Linked DNA regions of Mus musculus: regions 1, 2, 3, 5 and 6 are each linked to region 4. The links are chromatin contacts, called in public Hi-C and promoter capture Hi-C maps. All regions are on one chromosome and are shown on one strand. The core of a region is the stretch at or near the end of the contact, and the rest is flanking DNA. Distances in the headings are between cores, read along the strand shown. Region 1 holds the start of Zbtb43 (zinc finger and BTB domain containing 43). Region 2 holds the start of 1700001O22Rik (RIKEN cDNA 1700001O22 gene). Region 3 holds the start of Crat (carnitine acetyltransferase). Region 4 holds the start of Ciz1 (CDKN1A interacting zinc finger protein 1). Region 5 holds the start of Gpr107 (G protein-coupled receptor 107). Region 6 holds the start of Ier5l (immediate early response 5-like).

What was found. Promoter capture Hi-C pulls out the DNA fragments that hold promoters and counts their contacts. Hi-C and Micro-C count contacts between places; a contact is called where the count stands out from the background.
Region 1: a promoter capture Hi-C map of liver shows a contact between it and region 4, with 2.4 times the contacts expected there. The contact joins the promoter of Zbtb43 here to the promoter of Ciz1 in region 4. A contact is called at or near these places in 2 of 39 promoter capture datasets (liver and pre-B cells).
Region 2: a contact with region 4 is called in a Hi-C map of B cells, with 5 read pairs. The contact joins the promoter of 1700001O22Rik here to the promoter of Ciz1 in region 4.
Region 3: a promoter capture Hi-C map of liver shows a contact between it and region 4, with 7 times the contacts expected there. The contact joins the promoter of Crat here to the promoter of Ciz1 in region 4. A contact is called at or near these places in 4 of 39 promoter capture datasets (hippocampal neurons, liver and pre-B cells) and 1 of 9 other capture datasets (adipose tissue).
Region 5: a promoter capture Hi-C map of pre-B cells shows a contact between it and region 4, with 4 times the contacts expected there. The contact joins the promoter of Gpr107 here to the promoter of Ciz1 in region 4. A contact is called at or near these places in 3 of 39 promoter capture datasets (liver and pre-B cells).
Region 6: a contact with region 4 is called in a promoter capture Hi-C map of pre-B cells, with 6 times the contacts expected there. The contact joins the promoter of Ier5l here to the promoter of Ciz1 in region 4. A contact is called at or near these places in 3 of 39 promoter capture datasets (liver and pre-B cells) and 1 of 115 datasets of contacts at active chromatin or transcription factors (pancreatic cancer cells).

The regions. Positions count from the first base shown.
Region 1 is chr2:33,467,006-33,469,939 of GRCm38.p6, forward strand. Zbtb43 (zinc finger and BTB domain containing 43) reads right to left here and starts at 1,527. Exons shown (of 3, transcript NM_001025594.1): 1 at 1,428-1,527.
Region 2 is chr2:30,800,353-30,803,349 of GRCm38.p6, forward strand. 1700001O22Rik (RIKEN cDNA 1700001O22 gene) reads right to left here and starts at 1,385. Exons shown (of 7, transcript NM_198000.3): 1 at 788-1,385; 2 at 562-649; 3 at 372-464. The coding sequence starts at 1,205.
Region 3 is chr2:30,414,357-30,417,085 of GRCm38.p6, forward strand. Crat (carnitine acetyltransferase) reads right to left here and starts at 1,392. Exons shown (of 14, transcript NM_007760.3): 1 at 956-1,392. The coding sequence starts at 982. It overlaps Ptpa (protein phosphatase 2 protein activator), which reads left to right and starts at 1,694. Exons shown (of 10, transcript NM_138748.5): 1 at 1,694-1,976. The coding sequence starts at 1,946.
Region 4 is chr2:32,361,584-32,364,642 of GRCm38.p6, forward strand. It overlaps Ciz1 (CDKN1A interacting zinc finger protein 1), which reads left to right and starts at 1,615. Exons shown (of 17, transcript NM_028412.2): 1 at 1,615-1,715; 2 at 2,222-2,396; 3 at 2,636-2,751. The coding sequence starts at 2,227.
Region 5 is chr2:31,150,624-31,153,579 of GRCm38.p6, forward strand. Gpr107 (G protein-coupled receptor 107) reads left to right here and starts at 1,693. Exons shown (of 18, transcript NM_178760.4): 1 at 1,693-1,858. The coding sequence starts at 1,736. D330023K18Rik (RIKEN cDNA D330023K18 gene) reads right to left here and starts at 1,668. Exons shown (of 2, transcript NR_040334.1): 1 at 1,359-1,668; 2 at 426-627.
Region 6 is chr2:30,472,870-30,475,604 of GRCm38.p6, forward strand. Ier5l (immediate early response 5-like) reads right to left here and starts at 1,330. Exons shown (of 1, transcript NM_030244.3): 1 at 1-1,330. The coding sequence starts at 1,142. Gm31291 (a long non-coding RNA gene) reads left to right here and starts at 1,439. Exons shown (of 7, transcript XR_003954013.1): 1 at 1,439-1,605; 2 at 2,206-2,409.

The sequences.
Region 1 (2,934 bases), core at 277-2,776, 1.1 Mb after region 4:
GCCCCTCAGTAGATCTCTGCACTGACTCCAGAGGGGCCGGGAGGGAGGGGAAAACTGCTGCTACAAGATTGAAAGGAACTCCACATCAGCTGAACCTGCTGCTGGGAAGGGCTTGGCTTGCATTGCTACAAAGGATTCAACTAAATGTTGCAAACCAGAGTTAGTTATGTAGCATTCACACTGTTGTGCACAAACCATTTCTAGAACGTTCTTTCCATCTCTTAAAACTCTGTATCCACTGAGGCAGCCTACTTGACTCAGGCACTTGATAAAATATGTTTCATCTCCTGTCTATTCCAGATACACTCCACTCCAAAAGTTTCAGTGTTCCTCCCTATGGTGTCTCTGTCTCAGACAATACTTTGGAAACAAGCAGGGAATGGATTCCTATTAGGTTTCTAAGTTCTTCAGTAAACTGCTCCTAGAACTCTGCTACTGTGCTAAGTTAAGGGTCTCAGAGGCAGATGGAAGTCTAGTCCTTCCTAAGCCTGTAGATGCTGGCCTGGTTAAACAGAGCAGCTCCAAACAGCCCTGGAGGCCACCCAGGGTTTCTGGAAAGAGCAAAGAGTTGTGGAGACCTGCGCAAACCACTGCCTAGATCCTGAGATGGGCCTTCACCGTGAAAGCAGTAGCTCCTGACACTTTATTAGGTTTGGTGACACTTGTCAGAACTGAGACCAGACTGTGATCGGGCCACTGGTAATGGTGCCCGGCCAGGGGAGTTTTACAGGGTCATGAGTCACCTTCCATGGCTCAGAGGTCCAGGCAAGGCCCGCCCTGCCTAAACAAACTCAGTTGGGAAGGAGAGAACAAGAACACAACATTGGCAGAGAGAGAGAGAGAGAGAGAGAGAGAGAGAGAGAGAGAGAGACAGACACACACACACACACACAGAGAGACAGACAGACAAATGACCAAGAAGTCAGTGTGACTTTCGGGCCCTGAACCAGAGGGCGGCCCGAGGGGGCAGAAGCAGAGTCAAAAAACACTGAGGCAAGGGAGGAGACAGAGGTAAAGACAAAGTCCAAAGGTTGTCACCACCAAAGATGCAAAGTATAAACTCCAGCTGACAAGAGGCCAGGTGAGGACAAAACAGGTGACAACGGTCTGACAAAGAGGCGAAACTCAGGGCAGCGAGGTTCTCCTTCGCGGCGTCGGTTCGTGCGTGGGTGGCTCGACCCGGAGGTCGCCCCGGGGGCGGATTCTCCAAGAGCTCCAGGCGGCGGTGCACCTGCCGCGGGGTGACCTTGGCCAAGAGGTCGCCCGGGAGGCCGCAGGACTCTAAGCCGGGGCGCCGGGGCTTCGGAGTCACTCGCGCCGTCCCGCATCACCGCCGTCGGAGGGAGAGCAGTGTCCCGTGTCGCGGCCACTCGTGACCCCGACCGCGACCTCCCGCGCGAGCGCCCAGCCTCCCCGCCCCGCAGTACCTTCAGACGGCTCCGCGCCCGTAGCTCCAGCCTACCGGAGCGTCCCCGTTGCCGTACCAAGGCCTTATTCTCCGCCGCCACCGCGGGGACAACTTCCGCCCGAGCCTCTCGTCCCTCGGATACGCTTTCTGATCCCGCCCTCGAAATTGCCAGTGCTTCCGGAGGCGTGTCGTCGACGCTGGGATGTGCGCATGCTCCAGGCGTGCTTTCGGGGCGGGTCTTCAGGAGAGCACGCGCAGGGTACTGGCGTCTGCGCAATGGTCTCGAAGAGTGAGATAATTTCGAGTTCGTAGCTCTGGAAGCCTTAGTGGAAGACTGACTCTTGCAATTTATACGCTCACCCCACCACCACCACCACCACCAAAAAAAAAAAAAAAAAAAAAAAGTAATAACATTTCAAGATGGCTTTAAGTTGGACTTAAATCCACTCGTACCTGCACCTGCTGAGTATCAGGATTGCAAGGATGTGTTCCCCATAGTTGGTGTAGGGTGGATACACAAGCTGGACCCGACACACATTTGTGTCTTAGGTCAGTTTCCCAGGTGTGCGCCTACTTCTTTTTTGTTTTTTTGTTTGTTTTGTTTTGTTTTCTTTCTCTCTCTCTCTCTTTTTTTTTTTTTTTTTGGTTTTTTCGAGACAGGGTTTCTCTGTATAGCTCTGGCTGTCCTGGAGCTCACTTTGTAGACCAGGCTGGCCTTGAACTCAGAAATCCGCCTGCCTCTGCCTCTGCCTCTGCCTCTGCCTCTGCCTCCCAAGTACTGGGATTAAAGGCTTGCGCCACCACCGCCCAGCTTGCACGCCTACTTCTTGGTTGGGCTCTGGAACTCAGCCGTATTTAGAGAGGAGGTTGGGACTCCCCGAGAGAATTATTCAAAGAAATTCTGGGAGGGCTGGAAAAATGGCTCAATAGTTAAGACTACTCATTTCTCTTCCAGGGGACCTGTGTTCAATTTCAAGCACCCAACTGGTGGCACACAGCCTCCCTAACTCCAGTTCCAGGTTATCTGTCTCCCTCTTCCGGCCTCCACTGACACCAGGCAGGCAAACAGTACCCAGACTTGTGTGCAGGCAAAACACACATACACATTAAAAAAAAAAATTTTTTTTTAGAAGTTCGGGGAAACAAAACGAAAGAAAACAAATACTGAAGCACAGAACTGGGAACAGGTGCGGAACATCTTGCTAGGGGAAAAAACGTGGGGATTAAGGGAATGGCTCAGTTGGTAAATCCTTTACAAAGCATTGCAACTTAAGGACCTGAATTCACTCCCAGAACCATATAAAAATAGCAGGTGTGGTGGCAGGATTTTAACGCCAGTGCTGTGGAGGCAGGGATCAGTGAGTTTCAGAATAACAGAGAACCTGCCTAAAAGGAGTGGCTGGCACTAGGGGTTTTCCTTTGACCAGCACAACCACATCTGCATGAACACACATACAAATACACATGCATATAAAAAAGAAAAAATTGGGGCTGGGGTTGGGGTCGGAGAGATGCCTCAGAGGTTA
Region 2 (2,997 bases), core at 135-2,634, 1.6 Mb before region 4:
CAGTCCAGCAGTTTGGGGGCAGTTATGAGTTCATGGCCAGTTAGATGCTTCGATGGCTAGGTGGATGGAGATTCACAATAGCTTATAGAAGACCTGGTTTGTGAGTAAGGGGTTAGGTGCGTGAAAGGATGGATAGGTGAGTGGATCGATAGATACACGGTAAATCCATTACTAAATGTCTGGAAACAAGGGAGCGAACGAATGCCTTCCTGTTCCCATTCCCAGAACTCATGGCTTGGGGAAATGATAGAAGTGATTGTTAGGCAAGCCTATGACCTCCTTTCCATCCCCCAAGCCCACGTGATGGTGGGAGGAGAGAGTCAACGCTACAAAATTATAGCACGTGTGTACTCACAACAGCTACTACTCACGGATGGGCCTTTTTGGCTCTGGCAAGTTCACCTCTTGGGAGCCCCAGGGTAGTCTTCTCTTTAAAATTGTTGTCCCAGTGCAATGGTTTGTCCCTCAAAGAGAAAGAAGTCACAGCTGATGTGAGCAGAGGCCCACCTTGGTAGCACTCAAGGCAACCCCTCCTTCATCAAGAGGGTCCCCTCCGCTTACCACAGGTCTGGGAGGAATAAGCAGCTGGAAGACCGAGAAGCTAGGCAGTGATTTGATGTACTCCTAGGGTTATGTGGCGCTGAGGGTGCTGGGTGGGGACAACAGGAGGAGGAAGGAAAGGAGAAGGGGGAGGAGGAGAGCCCGTTGAGATGGAGACAGTCCTCGCTTGGGAACCCCAGACTCCGCGCACACACACCCACTCCCCACCCCATCCCCCCGGCCTCACGGTCCGCCTCTGGGTCTGCGCTCTCGGCGCTCAGGTGGTGCAGGAAGTGGCGGAACTTGTTGGGCAGCAGCTTCCCCAGCAGCGTGCCCAGGGAGTCAGGGTTGTCGCGGGCTGCAGGCTGCCGGTTCCCCCGAGTTCCCGCCTCCCGGGCCGAGCTGCTCGGCTGCAGCGACGGCAGTAGCAGTGCGCGCGCGGTCCCACGGTCTCGCCGAGCGTTCGGGGACTCGGGGGACCCGCAAGGCAGGCGCTGGGACTTGCGGTCCCGCCGCCACGCGCCGTCTACATCTCGCCCCACACGGCCTTCGAGCATTGGCAGCAGCATCGGCAGCCGCTTAACAGGGCGGCGCTGGGTGGTCCCGTCGGGATATCCCTTGGGCTTGTAGGCCGGGGTCCCCTCCATGGACTGGCGCCGGAACATCCTGAGTCAGAGCTCGGCTCAGGACACCTTCGCGCCCGGGGGACGCGCAGGGGCGAGCGGGGCCGCAGGAAGGTCGTATTCCAGCCCGCAGTCCATAGCGCCGGGAAGGGGCAGCAGAAGCCGACTCCGGCAGGACCCTAGCCTGCTGTGTCCCGGCGCAAAGGCGGTGAGGGCGGGAACGCCAGCCCTTTGGGGCGGCTGTGACGTTGACATGAGCTAGAGCACGCGGAGCGCCTGGCACAGTGCAGAGCTCTCTGCACCTGCTGGCCTAAGACCGCCTTTCCTATCACTTAGCACACTTGGGAGAGGGTTTGTCTAGAATGTGCAAGAAACTGAGCGTGGCGGCCCATGCCTGTGATTTCAGCACTTGGGAGGCAGTTGCATAGGCTAGAGAAACAGATCAGCGAGAGGACCGGACTTAGATTCCCATACCGTATATACAGAACAACTCACAGCCTCCAGTGCCAAAGTTATCCGCCACTCTTCTAGCCTCAAGGTCACCAGGCACGCACAAAATGCACTGCCATGGAGGCAAAACACTCATACTCATATTTTTTTTTTTTAAATTAAGGCTATTGTCAGGAAGTGGTGGCACATGCTTTTAATCCCAGCACTCAGGAGGCTGAAGCTGGTGGATCTCAGAGTTCGAGGCCAGCCTGGTCTACAAAGTGAGTTTCAGGACTAAACAGAGAAACCTTGTCTTGAAAAACAAAACAAAACAAAAAACCTCAAGGCTATTAAGTGTGGTAGTGCACAGCTTTAGCTCTAGCACTTGGGAGGCAGAGGCAGGCATCTCTCTCAGTTTGTGGCTACCCTGGTCTACATATGAATTCCAGGCCAGCCAGAGCTACATAGTAAGAACCTGTCTCAAACACAGGGCAATGGTGGCACACACCTTTAACCCCAGCACTTGGGAGGCAGAGGTAGGCGGATTTCTGAGTTCAAGGCCAGCCTGGTCTACAGAGTGAGTTCCAGGACAGCCAGGGTTACACAGAGAAACCCTGCCTCAAAAACAAAACAAAACAAAAACCAAAACAAGAGAGAGAGAGAGAGAGAGAGAGAGAGAGAGAGAACCTGTCTCAAAATAAACAATTCAAGGTTGTGCTTGGCTATATACCAACTTCAAGGTCAGCGTGGGCTAAATGAAATCCTGTCTAAAAAATATGATTTAGAACAGTGTTTCTCAACCTGTGGGTTGTGACCCTTGTGAGGGTCACAACGGCCTTTTCACAGGGGTCACCTAAGACCATCAGAAAACACAGATATTTACATTACAATTCACAACAGTAGCAACATTACAGTTACAGTTAGAGGTTGCAATGGAAATAGTTATATATTTGGGGTCAACACAGCATGAGGGAGCGTGCATAGGGAGGCTGAGAACCACTGACTTAGCGTTTTGTTTCTGCTCCAATCCTTAATAGTCTTGAGATCTGGGCAACCAGAGAGCTTTCCCCTAAAGACTAGGACAAAGCCTGCATCTGACTCTTTGTTCAATTAATTCCTTTTGGGGAAGTCTCCCTACAAGGCACAATCCATCATTCCCCTGCCTCTGTTTTCCAAGTCCTGGGTCACCCCTGGCAGCTCACACATGACTTACGGGCATAGCAGGAGAAGGCGTGGGAGGGCTAGACCTCCTACTGAAATTGTAGACTTCCAGTTTGTAAACTCTGATGGGGAAGTCACTCTCAGATCAGGACCAGGCTGCAGATACACATGACTTTCTCCCACCTCCTACCCCAGATGCTGACAGTGGATCTGGGGAGGAGCCAAGACCATGTTTGGTGCCCCT
Region 3 (2,729 bases), core at 142-2,641, 1.9 Mb before region 4:
AGCCCTGCTTGGGAATGGTGCAAGACAGGAGATGCCAGGGAAGGGCCACTAGTGGACAACCAACGATTGCCACACACCTGCCCAGCTGTTTCCCTTCCAGACCTCAGGGCCTTGGTGGCCACCCCTCTTTTGGTGGTTTGTTTGTTTTTTCTAAATGAGTTCTGGATCATCCAGGTTGGGATCAATAGTGGGGGAAATACACTTTTGTGCTTCTGCTGTGAGTAATAAGCCAAAAGACCCCATTTGGGCTCAGTTTATTAGCACAACCATGGGATTTGATTGTCTCCTTGTTTCAGTCTCCCTAGCATTAAAATGCTTATGCAGTAAGGTGGTCCCAGAGGGTGACGGAAGGCGGGACGACTTGGAGGAGGGTCTCAGGTGCTGCCAGGACTCTTAGTAGAATCTCAGTCTTAGCTGCCAACCCAGTGTCTGACAGGGCAGTCCAGTTCACAGCTGGATAGACAGCCTGAATCAGAGAGGACAGGAGCTCACCATTAGGATAGCTGCTTTAGATAAGGATGGTGAGGGGCAGCCTGCCACCTCCTGCCTCCTCCTGCCTGTTTGGGGGATTTTCAGTACTAGTCTCCACCTGAGGTTCTCTTAGCAATATGCAATGGGGAGGGTGGGCATCTGATGAACTCAAGGAGACTGGGTAGGCTTGGAGAAGTGGCTCTAGTCGGGCAGAAGCATAGCCTAGGGCTGAGCTCTCTAACCAGTAGCCCCGACAGGTGTCTGAGTCCGAATAACTGGGAGCATTAGGGAGGAGTGGAGTGGAAAGGTACAAAAGACTTGAACCTAGGTTTCTCAGTCTTCTTCTGGGATCGAACCCACCCCTTACCTGGTCTCCTTTATCCACCTTGCAGATCGCACCCTACCAGCCGGTCTGGGGTTTTCTTGACCGTTGCTGGAGGCCCGCCCGTCTTGTCCCGTCCATGGCCCTGCTGGGCGAACTCACCACGGTTCTGGCAGCAAAGGCTAACATCGTCCCAGTCTGTTTGCGGACACTTGGTCCGCTCCGCCCCTCGCGCTGGGTAAAGACTGCGCCACTGCTGGGGTGCTGGGGTCAGTGGGTTCGCGGCTCCGGTTCTAGGTTCAAGGTCGCCGAGTCACTGCCGCTAGCCAGTAGAGGCGGCCCCGCGGCCACCGGGCCCGGCGGGCTGCCGGTGGGGCAGGACTCACGGGGCGGAGCTTTGGTGGCTCGCAGTCCCCGGCCGCTCGCCCCGATCTCGGGGTGGGCCCAAGCCGGGGAGTGGCCGCAGAGGGCGGGGCTTGCGGAGACGGACCTCTAGCTCAGCTGTTAGCAGCCCGGCGCTGGGCTCCCGTCACGGGGTCACAACGGTAGGCGCTGTCCCGCTCGTGCTCTCCGCCTCCGAAAGCCACCTTAGCTGTCGAGGCGGTCACGTGCGTTCAAGTCTGACTGGTGTCCTTGAACGTCACTCTAGGAATGGCAGGAGAACACAACTGTTGACTGGGGACTGTCTCAGATTGCTTGGGTGGAGGCATGCACAAAGAAGATGACAGGTGGCCTTGCTCCGCAAGAATACTGCTGCCATACCTATTCCCTCCATCACCCCTCACCAAAACAAACAAACAAACAAACAAACAAGCAAACAGAACCCGACGCCCCGCACAAACATGGCTGCCAGCGCCGCAGTTGGCTTGCAGGCGGCAGCCGTTAGTGCGCATGCTCCTCGGCGCCCCGCACCAAGATGGCCGCTGCCTCGGTCGGCGCGGCCGCCGCGAGACGGCCGTTGGTGGGCATGCTCCCTGAGTGCCTCGCACCGGCATGGCTGCCGCCTTCGCGCGAGTGACTGTAATTCTCGGCTTCCGGTCCTAGCCAGTCAGCGCTCATTTCCCTGCTGGAAGCTTGGCGGAGCCGGGGAGAGCTGCGGGGTGAACATTGAGAGGGACCGGCGAGCATCCGCTCCGGCTCCTCACGGAGAAGATGGCCGAGGGCGAGCGGCAGCCGCCGCCAGGTAGGGCGGTTGGAGGGCCCGGGCGTGCGGGTGGGAAAGGGGTGTGGCTCGGGGGGTCTCCCGAGTCTGAGGAGCTCTGGGGACGGAGGAGGCAGGGCTGACGGCCTGGGCTGCAGGCGGGTGGCGGTGAGGGCGACCCGGCCAGGGCGGGCGGGCAGAGCGCGGTCAGGGGAAAGGCTCTGGACCTGGGGGCAGAGTTGCCTGGGGTCGGGGCGAGAGGGATCCAGGAGGCTGCGTTCTTTATGAGACTCCGCTCGGGTGGACCTGGGCCTCGCTCGGACGCCAGGCTCCTTCATGCATGTCCTGCCCACCCTGCATGTCTTCCCTCCCTCCGTCCCTCCTTCCGTCCTGCAGGCTTGGCTCTGGGGGTTTCAGTATCTGCAGAGTTAATTGAGAGAAACTGCCCACGGTGTCTAAACCACTAATTTTAAGAGGCTGTTTGTACAAAATGAGAGGGTTGGTGGCATCGTCGTCTGTAACTTTTATTTACACTGTGGCCTCGTTGTGGTCCATCTCAAGTAACTAGGGCAGAGACAGAGGCCAGATGCTCCAGTAGAGACCCCCTTTCCTGGAGGAGGAGAAAGCAGTTTGCTGACTCCGTGTAGTTAAGAAGGACTGGAAAATTCTTACAGAGTGGCTAGGTTGGCTAAACTCAGCTCGTACTTTGATAGTGTTTGATGTACCTTCCACCACACTTCCTTTTTTGTGGTCCCAAAGAAAGTCTCAGGAGGAAGAAAATTTGAAAATCAAAAG
Region 4 (3,059 bases), core at 365-2,864:
AAGAGGTCCCAGTGGAGCGAGAACTCTCGCCTCCTGAGCCCATTACCCCCGGGCGAGTCCCGAGCCTCAGGTTAGCGCAGTCACCTGACTGCGCAGTAGTGATCTGTCCTCTGCGGTCCCTAGCGCCGCCGAGCGGCCAGTCCTCTCAGTCTACACTGGGCGCGAAGTGGGGGGATGAACAAGATAAAAGAATTGCCAAGACCAGTGGGGCTAAGGGGTGTCCGCAGTGGCAGGACCTTTTTAGGGGCAGGTAAGAGCCATTAAAGAAAGTAACTGTGTCAGACGTGGTGGCAGAAGCCAGCGGGTTTCTGTGAATTCGAGGCCAGTCTGGTCTATAGTGAGTTTCCATATGTAGCCATTGCTACACAACACAATGAAACGGAAAAGGAAATCAGAGGCTTGGGAACTTGTTAAGTGGTTAACGTTTGTTCTTCTTCCAAAGGACCCAGGTTCAGCTCCCAGCACTCCCACAGGTGGCTCACAACCATCCACAAACTTCTTCCTAGGGGATCAGATGCCCTCTTTAGACCTCTGCAAGCACTAGGCACATACAAAGTACACACACATACATGCAGGCAAAACATTCATACACCTGAAATAAGAATACATATTTAAAAGACGGGGGTGAGAGGCGGGCGTGGTGGCGCACGCCTTTAATCCCAGCACTCGGGAGGCAGAGGCAGACGGATTTCTGAGTTCGAGGCCAGCCTGGTCTACAAAGTGAGTGCCAGGACAGCCAGGGCTATACAGAGAAACCCTGCCTCAAAAAACCAAAAACCAAAAAAAAAAAAAAAAAAACCAAAAAAAAAAAAAACCAAAAAAAAACAAAAAACAAAAAAAAACAAAAACAAAAAAACAAAAAACGGGGATGAGGAGAGATAGCTCAGTGGTTAAGAGCACTTGTTCTTGCAGAGGAGCTGGGTTCGATTCCTAGCACTCACAAGACAATTCACAAATGTTTCTAACTCTAGTTCCAGGATGTACAAGATATACACGATATACAGATACACATACGTTCAAAACACTCATACACATAAACTAAATCTTTTTTAAAAAAATGTAAAAAACAAAACTATTTTTTTAAAGCTGAATTCACCACACATACGCGCGCCCGCTTGCTCTTGTCCCAGCCCCACGCGGGCTCGGGATCTGGGGACAGTGGTGGCATTGGGGAGGTCAGTTGGGATCTGACCGACTGTCGGTCCCCTTTGCCCCTGCCAGATAAACAGACGGCCGTGGGAACTCAGAATCGCCCCTTCCCGATGCTGGGATCTGGGGACAGGAGCCTACGCTGCCCGGCGCCTCATAGCACCTGGGAGCCACCGCGGCTCTAGCGATTGCAGATTGGTCGCGGTCCCCGCGACGTGACCTGCGCGCGAGGCTTGTTCGCCCGCCGCGGCGTCCGCGCTGAGGCCTCCGCACCTCCAGAGGGCGCTCTGCGCGGGAGTGGCCAGCCGCTGGGCCTTCGGAGTGTCCCGGTCCGGTCACCGTCCCGAGCAGCCCGGGAGCTCCGGAGCCCGCCTTACGAGTCAGCTCGTGGCTTTCACGGTTTCGGTTTTCGTGGATTGCCGGGAGGTGAGGGGGAGCCAGTGTGGTGCCCGCCCCGGAAGCGACAGTGGAGGAGGGTTGGGCACCCCGGGAAGGGTGGACCGCAGGGATAGCGGCTACTTGCAGAGAGCCTACGGGCTTTGTGGACAGGCGAGGCCACAGGATTAGTTAAGTGGCGTTGGCTATATCTGCGAGGGAAGGGAGTGGAGGGATGAGGGACAACGGAGCGGGGTGGGGGTGTGCTGCGGCGGACGGAAGCGTTTCCCATCCAGGGTTCATGGATTTAAGTGACACAATTTAGGGAGAGGACAGCGGAATCCAAAACAGGGAAGTGTGCACGGGAAGCACCAGGAAGTGTAGAGTGACTGACAGGCAGGAGATGGGAGTGGAAAGGTGTGCTCCGATTAGAAGGTTGGACCGCCAGAGTTGAAGAGATGGGAGGGAAGATAAAGAACTGAAGGCGTGTCTGTGTGTGTATCCTGTTCTGGCAGCTGACCGGAAGAACTGGAAGCCCCGAAGCCCCGGGTATAAATGCAGCGTGCTCTTGGCGTGGGTGGGACTGTGTAGCGGTGAAGCTTAGCAGGCGTTATGCTGGGGTGGGTGTTTTGGGAGGGGAGAGAAGCTGGATCATCCCAAAGTGGTGATCTGACCCTACCCACCATACCCCCTTCAGCCACCATGTTCAACCCGCAACTCCAGCAGCAGCAACAGTTGCAGCAGCAGCAGCAACAGTTGCAGCAGCAGCTCCAGCAGCAGCAGCTCCAGCAGCAGCAACAGCAGATACTGCAGCTCCAACAGCTGCTGCAACAGTCCCCACCACAGGCCTCCTTGTCCATTCCTGTCAGCCGGTGAGTTTTCCACTTCCAGGAGCAGTCTGAGGTCTGACGGCTCAGACCCACATTTTGGAGCCTGGCTCCCAGTAGTTATTTTTTCCCCAGGGGCATCCTTGTTTGAGTATTAAATGTCATCAGTTTCTACCTTGGAGGGGATCCTCCATCTGCCATTGAGATGGAGAGAATGGAGGTGAGAGACCTCCGGGTAGATGGCTTTCCCAGGACCCCTCTGACACCCTACTCCCATCACACAGGGGCCTCCCCCAGCAGTCATCCCCGCAACAGCTTCTGAGTCTCCAGGGCCTCCACTCGACCTCCCTGCTCAATGGCCCCATGCTGCAAAGAGCTTTGCTCCTACAGCAGTTGCAAGGTATGGCAGTTCCCCGTGGCCCTCAGCTTCTTCCTAACCCATTCATTCTTACCAACACTCACAGCGGCCCTAACAGCATCCTTATAGATGAAGATACCAGGCTCCCAGGAGATGAAGTCCACAGGCTACTCTGCTAAGTACAGGGTTACCGGGCTACGGTGCTGGCCGTTCCTGCCTCTGCTGATAAACCTAAGGGGAGGCACACCCGTAACCCCCCTCTACAAATGAGGATAGCAACCTGAGGCCCAGAAGAGGGACCATGTGCCCATAGTCACAACACAGGTAGAAGCTAATTAGACAGCCATCAC
Region 5 (2,956 bases), core at 443-2,942, 1.2 Mb before region 4:
GGCGATTTTTTTTTTTTAATTAGACAGTGTAGTCCCAACAAATCGATTTGTTTGTTTGTTTGTTTGGGTTTTCAATTCGAAGTTTCTCTGAGTAGTTCTGGTTGGCCTTGAACTCAGATATCCACTCGCCTGCCTCTGCTTTCTGAGTGCTTGGATTAAAGATGTGTACCACCACCTCCTGGCTCCAAGTGAATTTGTTGAAGTTCACAGTTTGTGGCATTAAAGTATATCATATTGGGCTGAAGAGATGGCTCAGCAGCTAAGAGTTCCTGTTCTTCCAGAAGACTGGAGTTTGGGTTCCCAGCAAGCACAATGGATGGCTGACAACCAAGGTAACTTCAGTTGCAGGGATCTGATGCCCCCTTCTGGTCTCTATGGGTACACCTCATGGCATTTATAAACACACAAACAACATAAAAACAAACTTAATTTCCTATCTATATGTATTTATATATACAGATCTATCATGTTGGGTTAGAGACACTGCTCAGTGGTTAAGAGCACTTACTGCTCTTATAGATAGATACCTGAGTTAACTTTCTAGTACTCATGATGTCAGGCAACACACAACTGCCAGCAATTCCAGCTCCCGAGGATCTGACACCATCTTCTGGTCCTCTCAGGTACCTATACATGGCACACACATACATAAAAAACTTAGAAAAGCAACCAACCAGACCTTCAAAATACATCCTGTTACTAGTTCCAGTTAAAAAGCTATAGGAATCTGATTCTGTCATAGGTGTTCACACACCTACATAGTGGTAGCTGCCTGGTAGTAGAGTTCCCTGTGTTTTTATTGTGTCCTATTTTGCTTAAATAATTACATGCACATACACAAAAGCATATGTTACTTGTGTGTCCAGCTAAAAACAAGAATCTAAGAACTAAACCAACTTGGTTATCAGCTATTTTAATACGAGTGTTTCCTGTAAGCCCTGGTACCAGGGACCTACAACCAAGTCCTTCCATTAAGTGTTAAGGACTAGAAGCTAAGTTTCCAAAGAGACTAAAATAGAAAACATTAAGGCTCAGACTCCAGCGGTGGCATGAAATCACACAAGACAAAATGACGTATCAGTTAAAAATCTGCATGTGATCCCCAGCTCAGACTGGCCAAAATGACCATTTCTTAGAGTTTAGGTAGAACAGAGGAACAGCCTGACACCTACCTCTTATATAATTAGATTGTCCCAAAGATTAAATGCCACTTAAAAAAAAAAAGCCTAGTGGATGGCTTCCTATGGACTCAATAAATCCTATTACTGCAACTATTTCAAGCTGAAGTTTGTGTAAAGGGCCTAGGATGATAATAAGTCAAGGAATCTAAGACAGGCCAGCAATTTCTAAGTTATTACCACCGAAGGCAGTCCAATCATCCGCCAGGGTCAGTGGCGGACATTGCGGGTTCCAGACTTTGGTCCAGGCCCCTCAATCCCCAAGCCCGGCAAGGCAGAAAGGAGGCCCGGCTTGAACTTGCCCCGCCATGGTTGTCATGGCAAACGCTTCAGGGTCCTCACAGGGGCTTTGCCGGAAGTCCGTCCTGGGAGGCCAATTGAAGAGTGCCGAGGTGGTCCGCTCAGGTCCCTGCGTGACCAGAGTTGCGTTTTGCAGTAAAACGATCTCAAGGACCTCGGAGGCGGCAGCCGCGCCCCCTTCCAGAGCACCTCCGGGACGACGCACTTTGACCCGGAAGTGGGTGGGAGAGGAAGCAGCTGGTGATGCTGGAACAAACATGGCCGTCCCGGTACCCCTCGGCCGCTTCGGCTCCTTCTGCCTGCGGCTGCTACGACTGCTGGCGTTGCTGGAGCTGCTGGTCCACCCCGTCTTGGGCCGCGTCCATCACCTGGCGCTCAAAGTAAGGCCTGGCAGGCTGGGGGCAGGATCAGGGAGTGGCGACGGGGGGGTGGGGGGAGCGCGACCGCTGTCCCGGGCTGAGCCAACTTCAGCCCAGCGGGATCTCCTAAGTTCGGCCCCTGAGCCAGGGGGTTTGCGCCGCCCCGTAGGGATGGACTACGCCGTGCGGCCTCCTCGGGTAGTCTGGTCCCTGCAGGTTTGAGGTCCTGAGGAAGGGGCCCAGATGCGGCCTAAATACCCAAAGACCTGGGAGGCCACTCCTGCGATTCCTGCTGGCTTCCCTGGATTCCACGTTGGTGGCAACCTTCCCTAATTCACCCTTTCATAACTTAAATTCCAAGTTCTCTTGTCCGCGATCTCCGCCCTTCTGTGCTCCTTGATCTGGCGCTTTGAAGTTGTGCGGAATCTTAGCCTGTTTCCTTGCTTGGTTTAGGGTGCTCGGTTGACTGACCAAAGCCAGAATCCCCAAGAGGAATTCAAATCTCTCTTGAAATACATGCCTTGGTTTCAAGAAGAAAAAATAAGAAAGAACAAGCCTGAGGATTTAAACTCAGCATCCAAAGTGTTTCTAAGTAGTGGGCCTTTTTCATTCCCGCTCTATGGCCATTGCCTAAGGAAGATGTTTATGACAGGCCTGAAGTGACCACCAAGAACCGCTATGGTAGCTAACTCACAGTAGAAAGTTCTCTAAGGCTTACACAGGATTGGCAGCCGGTTAATATACCTGGAGAACAGAAAGTGACATCATTATGACTCAAAGCCTTGTACATTTTCCTAATAGTCAGTGTACCAAGAAGTTGCGGATCTGGACACAGCTGTCTGTAAAAACACTTTCCATTAGGTGTGAAGGATAAAGGCTTGTGAATGTAGCGTTTAAAGGGTCCAGACAGACTGTAGATTTGAAACCTGGCCAAATCCATACAGGCACACTTGGGCTGTCTGCTTTTGATTGTTAAAATGATCTTGAAGCTGGGCGGTAGTGGCGCATGCCTTTAATCCCAGCACTTGGGAGGCAGAGGCTGGCGGATTTCTGAGTTCGAGGCCAGCCTGGTCTACAAAGTGAGTTCTAGGACAGTCGGGGCTATACAGAGAAACCCTG
Region 6 (2,735 bases), core at 80-2,579, 1.9 Mb before region 4:
GGCGGCTGCTCCGAGGAGTCCGGCTGTCGGCTCACCAGCCCCGAGAAGCCCGAGCCAAAGATGGAGATCAAGTTTGAGATGTTGGACGCGTCCGGGGACGAGTCCGGGCAGAAGTCCTCGAAGCGGGCGCGCTTACAGGGGGCGAATGGGGTACCCCCGGGGGGCTCGGCTCCCAGGTCGCCCGCGTCCTCTTCGTCGTCCTCTTCCTCCTGGCCAGGGTAATACTTGCGCTTGCAACCAGCGGCGGACGCCAGACCGGGTCCCGGAGCGCCCTGGCCACAGCAGGGGCAGTGGGCGGAGGCGCAGCAGTCCTGGTGCAAGTAGCCGTTTTCTACCGTGGTCACCACGTGAGTGTCCAGGTCCAGCACGGTGGTCTGGCTGCTGCAGTGCACGCCGAAGTCCGAGGGGGCCGGGTACGCGCCCCGGTAGAAGCCAGTGGATGAGGAAGGGGCTGTAGAGGCGGGCGGAGAGGAGGCAGCGACGGTCGAAGGGGCAGCCCCCGGAAGCACCGAGGGCGCAGAGCAAGCGGCCGGGACGCGAGGGTCCCGCGGGCAGAGCGCGGCGGGCGCGGGCGGCGGCAGCGGCGCGGGACCCGGCTGCAGCGGCTCCAAGTGCTGCCCGCGGTGGGGCGCGCCGTGCGGCGGCTGGAGCGCAGCGCACCCGGGCAGCTCCGAGAGCGCCCCCGCGCAGCCCGCGGGCGCCCCGGCCACCGCCACCGGCGCCGCCGCCGTGCAGCCCCTGGGCGCCGGGTGTTGGTGTTGGTGCAGCTGCTGCTGGAGGTGCAGCTGGTGAAGCTGGTGGAGCTGGTGCAGCTGGTGCCGGGCAACCGGCTCGCGCGCCTCCGCGTCCCCGCCGCCGCCAAGTTGGAGCGGGCCGAAGTCGGCCGCGCTGGCCGGCATTCCGGGCGCCGCGTAAGCGAGGTGCTGGTGCTGGTGGTGGGGCGGCTGCTGTTGCTGCTGCTGCTGCTGGCGCCGGTAGAGCTCGGCGTAACGCTCGCTCAGGTAGAGCTGGCGCGCGTTGCGGAGCACGTAGGACACCAGGAGGTTCTTGTGCAGCTTGATGCCGCCGCGCTGGGTCCGGGAGCTGTGGATCTTGCGCAGGGAGATGCTGATCAGGCTCTGGGCGTCCAGGGCGCACTCCATGCTCCCGCGGAGACGCGGGCGGCGGAGCAGCCGCCTCTGGTGCTGCGAATGCTGCTCCTTGCGTGTGTCTCCAGTTGGTCGCCCGGGCGAGCCAGGCACAGGGAACCGAGCCCGGGTCGGCGGGTCGGCGACACTCCGAGAGAAGTCGCCACCATGCGTTGCGCGCCACCCGCAGGCTCACGCTCCCCAGACGGCGCCAAAGCAATGAGCCTCCGCCGGCCCCGGCCCCAACTATTTAGCTGGGCAGCAGCGCCCCGCCCCACTGTAGATTAGCCAATAGAAGCGTGTAGAGCCTTCCGACTGACAGCCACTGCCCTCCCCGGGACCACTTGACTGGCCAATCAGACCAAGGCGGTTCCTTTGTGCTATTCAAATAACGAACGGACCCCGGGCCTCCAACGCCGCCGTTGCCTCGAATGTTCTCCTGGGGCCGCGGCACCTCGTGGGACTAGGAGCCTCCGAGGTAGTCTCTCTCAGCTTTGGGTCGCCTCTTGGGAGCCACGTCGAAATTCGTAGCTTTCCTGGACGTGGCTCCTGCGAGCTGGGGGTCGGCTCACCTGAGCGCAGCGGAGATGGCTCCGCCCCCTTCCGCATGGTTGGGCCTCACCTGCGGCAGGTGCGCGCGGTTCCCCCGCTTCGAGCCACGCGGCGCCTCCTCTTTTCCACCTGCCACGGCCGGGGGCAACCTGGGCGAGCTGAGCCTTCTTCCAAGAAAAGCTGAGTGGGGGGCGCACCTGAGAACTAGAGTGCTGTCTTGGAAGAGAGGGTTTGGGGCCTGATTACCTGATGTGTTAGCCCAGGGGCCTCTGGGAATGGTCACGGAAGGGCCTCTCTTTCTGTTTGACTCAAATCCCAGTGATTTTTGATCTCTAGTAGAGAAGCTTTGTGATCGTGAGACTGCCTGGGTGGGGGGTGGGGGTGGGGGTTTGGGCTATGAACCCGCCCCAAGCTTCCTCCTCTTTTGGGAGACCTCTTCTTTCCTGACTTAATATCAATGACAATAGAAGCCCTAAGTGCCTAGCTTGGATCTCTTACCAGAAAAGTCTGAATTTCTCCCTTTAAGGTTCTTGGAGGCCAAGCTTGAGACCGCTTGAGTGGAGCAACCTGTTAAGTTTTGGTCCTTACCCTGAGCCCCAGGAGTACCCAGGCCAAGGACTTCTCCACTTTTAGATTCTTATTCTGAGTTATCTACTGACCAATTGAGGACAGAGAGCAGAAAAGAGAGAAGATGCCTGAGAGTCCCCTTGTACTGAGAAGCTTAAAGAGAGTAAGAGGGCAAGGGTGGGTGTGGGGGGCCCAAGATGCCAGCCGCAAGCCTCATCCACCGCGTTTAAGGTTCCTTTTAGTACTTAGGTCAGAAAATTGGCCCAGGCAGAGTCCAGGGCTGGGCCCTTGAGTGGGACTGGGGGATGGGGGGGGGGGAGTGGGGCTCTTCTGAAACCCTCTGTCTTTGGACCCTCTCAGCAACTCTGCCCCTTGGCCAATGTCTCAAGAAAACCACTCACCAATTGTTTCTGTAAGTGGTGGCAAGTGTCAAAAGCGGGGGACAGTTTGCTCAGGTTTTCAGATGAGGAGGCGTAGTCACTAGCTCCA